Linked DNA regions of Sus scrofa: region 2 is linked to region 1. A link is a contact called in public Hi-C data. All regions are on one chromosome and are shown on one strand. The core of a region is the stretch at or near the end of the contact, and the rest is flanking DNA. Distances in the headings are between cores, read along the strand shown.

Evidence for each region. A called contact is a pair of places that touch in the nucleus more often than the background predicts.
Region 2: a contact with region 1 is called in a Hi-C map of omental adipose tissue, with 2.2 times the contacts expected there. The contact joins the enhancer-like site here to the promoter of HS3ST1 in region 1. A contact is called at or near these places in 5 of 47 Hi-C or Micro-C datasets (embryonic fibroblasts, fetal liver, omental adipose tissue and 1 more).

What each region holds. Positions count from the first base shown.
Region 1 is chr8:7,423,085-7,426,077 of Sscrofa11.1, reverse strand. It overlaps HS3ST1 (heparan sulfate glucosamine 3-O-sulfotransferase 1), which reads left to right and starts at 1,520. Exons shown (of 2, transcript XM_021101019.1): 1 at 1,520-2,993.
Region 2 is chr8:7,677,699-7,680,616 of Sscrofa11.1, reverse strand. No RefSeq gene overlaps it. Among named protein-coding and RNA genes, the nearest start is that of HS3ST1, 250 kb to the right of the region's middle. Within about 2 kb of position 1,291, at least 6 of the 83 cell types and tissues checked have an H3K27ac peak or open chromatin away from gene starts, as enhancers often do. A contact at or near this core is called in omental adipose tissue, where this site is marked.

The DNA.
Region 1 (2,993 bases), core at 271-2,770:
TCATGATCTGTGCTGAGCTTAGCTGCTGGTAGGAGCTTAAGGACACCAGTAATTGGCAAGGGGATATCTTAAACTACCATTTGACCCGCGCCACCTCACACATGATTTACGAAGCTTCATAGAATAGGAGGAAAAAGCACTTCTTTTAAAGCTAATGTAAATTTGAATGTTCAGCCTTTTCAAAATGAGGTTTTAAACTGACTTTGTTTTTTCCAGCGTGAGAAATAATTGACCTATATCACTGTATATGTTTAAGGCAGATGGCATGAGAGGTTGATTTACATACACTGTGAAATGATGGCCACAACAGGTTCAGCTAATATCTAGCTTCTCATTTAGACTATAAAAAGAAGAAAAGGATAAAGGAAAAAAATATTTTTTGTGATCAGAACTCTTAGGACTTACTCTCTTAACAATTTTCCTTTATACCATACAGCAGTGCTAACCACGCCATGGGGTTGTACAGTGTGTCTCTGCTACTTATTTATCATAAAACCAGGAGTTTGTCCTTTCTTTTTTTTTTTTTTTTTTTTTTTTTTTGTCTTTCTCCCATTTCTTGGACCGCTCCGGCGGCATATGGAGGTTCCCAGGCTAGGGGTCTAATTGGAGCTGTAGCCACCGGCCTACACCAGAGCCACACCAACTCCAGATCCGAGCCCTGTCTGCAACCTACACCACAGCTCATGGCAACGCCGGATCCCCAACCCACTGAGCAAGGCCAGGGACCGAACCCGAAACCTCATGGTTCCTAGTCGGATTCCTTAACCACTGCGCCACGAGGGGAACTCCAAGGAGTTTGTCCTTTCTGACCACCTTCCTCCAATCTGACCCTTGGGGCAACCACAAGTCTGATTAAAGTGACTATTTAAAACAGAAATATAGTTTTTCTTTCTTTCACTTTTTTTTGTATTTTTCTTTTCTTCCTTCTTTTTTTCTTTTTTCCATCTAAAATAGGCACATCAGAGTTCCCGTTGTGCTTCAGCGGGTTAAGAACCCGACTAGCACATGAGGATGTGAGTTCGATCCCTGACAAAGCTCAGGGAGTTAAGGATCCAGCGTTGCCACAAGCTGCAGCATAGGTTACAGAGGAGGTGGCTGTGGCTTAGGCCTGCAGCTGCAGCTCTGATTGGACCCATAGCCTGGGAACTTCCATATGCCACAGGTTTGGCCATAAAAAGGAAAAAAAAAAATCATAAAAAAAAAAATAAAATAAGTATCTCTGACTCAAAGAAGTTAGCAGGGTCATTAAACCCTCAAAGTTGGAGCACCCCCCCCATCTCAAGAGTAAGGAACCTGACGAGTGTCCATGAGGAGGCACGGTCTATCCCTGGCCTTGCTCAGTGGGTTAAGGATTCTGGGTGGCCTAGAACTGTGGTATAGGTCCCACACTCATGGTTTGGATGTAGTGGCTGTGGTGTAGCCCCGGGAGCTATAGCTCCAATTAATTCAATCCCTAGCCTGGTAACTTCCATATGCCCTGGGTGGGTGTGTGGTGCAGCCCTACAAAAAAAAAAAAAAAAAAAGCTTATTTTCCAAAATAAGACTGGGTCTTGGCTTTCCAGATGCTACTGGCTTATTAGCCAGAAAATGCTGGTCTGTGTTTTGCTTTCTAAAAGGGCAGTGGGCAGCATCACATGACAAAGGGGTCAATTTCCTACAGGATCCTTTATCTAGATGGGAAAGTATTTTTAATCTAAGCAAAGTTAATGAAAGGGTTTTTGTTTGTTTGTTTAATTTAAAGAACAAATTCGAATCCTTCCAAACATTTATCGTTCAATATTTAAAATACGATCGATCTATTGAAATTTCATCTAAAATAAATTGATGTTCACCTGGCTTTCTTTCTTTCTTTTACTTTTTTCCTTTTTTAAGTGTTTGCTGCTCTGCCTTTGAGGGCGACTTGCTTTGGCTAGGGTAGGCAGGCAGCCCAGTTTCTCCAACGAGATTCCAACCCCATACCCCCCCCCTCCCCGAAATCCTAAATCTGAAACAGAGCTGCAGAATGCCTGTGTAGTTCTCACACAAAACTTCCCAGCTGCAGGAACCGGGGCGCGGGGAGGTGAGAGGGAGACTCGCTTCTTTTAGGAGCTGGCCTTTGCAATCCTGGCGCAAGAGCAGAGGCAGAGCTGACTACTCTGCGCTCTCCTGGTGAAACCGCGTACGCTCGCGGACGGGAAACCAAAGAGGGAGGACGTGTTCAAGGGCGACACGGAGCGATGGAGAGCGGGCTCCTCGCGCGGATCCCGGCCAGGGCTGCCTGGCCGCTGGCGTCGGGGCCCAGCGCCGATGCGTGAGGATGGCTCCGCCTGCTTCTTAGGCGGTGCGGGGATCACTGATGCCTAAGGTAGCACCTGCCCGGAAGGAAAGAGGCGCTAACGCACGTGGGAGGGGCGCAGGTCCAGCGGACCTTGAGATGCGGGAAAGTGGAGGAAGACGTGGGCTCCGGGTTCGGACCTACCCTGCCCTAACAAGACAGAGACAGGAGACCGGACATCCCAGGTTTGCTGCGACGGCAGAATCACCCAATCCACAACCCACCCCAGCCTCCCAAGCCGCGCTGGTCCTTTCCCCAACCTCCCCTCCCCACCCCCACTGAAACCCAAGGAACTGCCCTGCCAGGTGGGCGGGACCGACTCATTCAGTACCTGTCGGCGAGAGTCCAGAGTCCTGCCCCGCTGGCGGGAGCTCTGAGTAGCCAGCCCGGCAACGACCCGACCCAACTCCGGGCAGCACCAGGGCGGGCCGGGCAGCAGTGGGCGCTCGCGATCCTCCTCTGCCCAACGCGCACTCCCTCAGGGCCCGGCCTCCTCCGTCCCCTCCTCCTGCTCCTGCTCCTCCTCCCGCTCCTCCCCTCAGCGGGTCTGATCGCCTAGTCTCCAGCCTGCAAAGTCCCCGGCGCGCCGGCAGCCAAGAACCGCCGCCACTGCCACTGCCGGGTCTCAGTGGGTGCCTGCACCGCTGCCTCACCCGCCTGCCCGGGGTTGTCCCGAGGC
Region 2 (2,918 bases), core at 42-2,541, 250 kb before region 1:
ACATTGTGGAGTAGGTTGCAAATACAGCTTGGATCTTGCTTTGCTGTGGCTGTGGCATAGGCCAGCAGCTACAGCTCTGATTCAACCCCTAGGCTGGGAACTTCCACATGCAAGGATGCAGACCTAAAAAGACCAAAAAAAAAATTAAAAATTAAAAAAATAATAAAGCTAACATCCTCAAGAACTGTAGAGTTAGTATTAAGAATCTCGTATTTTTATCTTTTTTGAGGTGGGGGATAAGGTGGCTATAAGAACTGGAATTACAGAAAGGCTATTGAGCCCCTCATGGACTAAAGAGTTCTAGTGTGTGTAGGTTCTAATTATTTTATGTCCGATGTCTAATCTCATCATCTGTGCATGAGTTATTGCAACCTTTGATACTATAGTTTAAGGCATATTTCTTTTGTAACTTCATGTAAATCACAGAGTTTATGTTTTCATTAAAAGCAAATATTTTTGTCACTTAAGGAAAAGAAAGTAAAAGTCCTCTGAAATCATCCCACCCAGAGATAACCACTATTAACATTTGATGAGCATTTCAGAGATTTCTGTATCTATATGCATAAACATATAAACTATGTATTATATAATTTTATGTAATTTTACAATAATAGTGCACCTGCTTCTCATCACCTGCAGTTTTCACTTGATAATATCCTGTGAGCCATTTTCCATGTCGATAAATATAGCTCTATACCATCATTTTTAGTGACTGCAGTGTGTCCCATTGTATGGATGCTCTGTAATTTACTCCACAAGTCACTGATTATTAGGACATTAAGGTTGTTTTATATTTATGTTTTTAGATGCCTAAATGTGCAGCTGTGGGGAAGCCCAGCTTAACCCAAACCCAAAATACAGGGCATTCATTTTCCTGGTTTTCTTTCCTTTTCCATAGGTTTTTAGATTTGAGTGAACATGCAGTGTTTCAGCATTATTTGTGAAAGATGTAGAAAAACATTTTTTAAAGAATTCCAAAAGTCCAGAGTTTGTAAAGGAACCAGTGGTTCAGGAGGGCTTTTATTTTCTGGGTAAAGTTAACTTTACGAATTTTATGAGAAGATTCACAGGTCACACTTTCTCCATTCATCCTTAATATGCCACCTTGTAGACAGAGAGAAACACTAATCAGAATCATTGAGGGGTTTGGCCCCATAGGGCACGCTTTAGTGTAAAAACACACTCAGCAAGAACCAAATACCTAAGTCGTGGCTGAACGTCTGTTAACCCAAGCTCATTTAAAGCTCTTCATAAAAGCAAAAGGATGTTACCCTTCGATCATGTAACCAGGGTGACCGTATAATTTATAACCCAAATGAGGCACATTAAGGGAGTAAAATAAGATGTTATTAACTGTTACCGGGCACAACAGACATAAACCAAAACTGTGCCAGGCAAACTGGGACATATGGTCGACCCAAATATATCAATTAAGGAAACTAAGATACAGACTGCTGAAATGACTCCTCAGCCTCCGCAGCCAGGAAATTTGCTGTGAAGCAAAACCAGACACCCTCTGTTCCAGGTCCTTTACTGTTTTGTAGATTTCCAGGTCTCTGAATATCGTGTATTTTCTGGCTGGTGCCACTTCTCCCTAGATGAGATTGCATGGGTACATTTTTTTTTTTTTTAATTTCTTGAACTTGCTTTCTTGGAGAACTATTTCTACAGTATTGATGTATTTACCCTTACCCAGATACAACAAAGAGTTATTAAATACTTGTTTTCATTCTGGGTATCTTCATTTTCCTCCTGTCCTTGCAACTTAGGAATCTGCTGAGGGGTAGTTCATGGGTCTGCCACTAGAGAGAGTGCCGGCCAAGATTTTGGGTCTAGAGTTTGAAAGGTCAGTGTTTTGCGAAGAAGGAGCAAGAGGAGATTTGCTCCCTTAGATCGCCTAAAGAATGAGCTTTGACTGTCTATGATCGGAAAGTTCTTTACCCCACTTCTGCCTCTAATTTTTTCTAAGTGTCAGTAGTAGTAGCAGTGTTAGTATTATTTAATTTTTGGTTTAATTCGAACATCTGTTGGAAACTTTGCTAGTCTATCTGTGGTTTTTACCCTAGAACCTCCTACGCTTTCTTCCTTTTATTCCCCAAACTCCCATGTTTTCTTCAATCATTGAACTCACATTATACTATCATTACTTATTACTGTTTATGGTGCCCTCCTTATCACTTATGATCTTATGAAGGACAAGAGTTACTTTATGAATTTAATTTGTTCTAGCACAAAGTTGGCACTTGGTTCATGTTCTGTAATTAGTAAAATAATGAATGCAGAAACAAAATGAAAGACGATGATACGATGCAGGAGGGAATCTGTATTTCAGGATGTCTATCTTGCTGCAGGATGCCTGCAATTGGGATACTAAATTTGGATTTTAAAATTTCAAAGAAGAAAGGCATAGCCAGAGAAAATAAAACAAGTAGCTTACTTATCTCCAACTTTCAATGAAAAGAAAGAGAAGGACAATAAAAGCAAAAAGAAAAAATTCAAGAAGTTCCCTTCATGGCTCAGCAGAAACGAATCTCACTAGCATCCATGAGGGCAAAGGTTCGATCCCTGGCCTTGCTCAGTTGGTTAAGGATCCAGTGTTGCTGTGAGCTGTGGTATAGGTCGTACATGTGGCTCGGATCCTGCATTGCCATGGCTGTGGTGTGGGCCAGAAGCTACAGTTCTGATTTGAACCCTAGCCTGGGACCTCCATATGCTGTGGGTGCAGACCTAAAAGCCACCCCCACTCCCCAAACAAAAAGAGAGAGAGAGAGAGAAGGGACTATTTCATGTCCCTTAAAAAGATAAATCATCAATTTGAGCCAGAAAACAATGACTTGGCTCAGATAGTATCGCATACATTGATGAGAATTACATGTGAGTCTGAAACTTGCTTATGTGTATCCTGTAGTCCTCAGAGA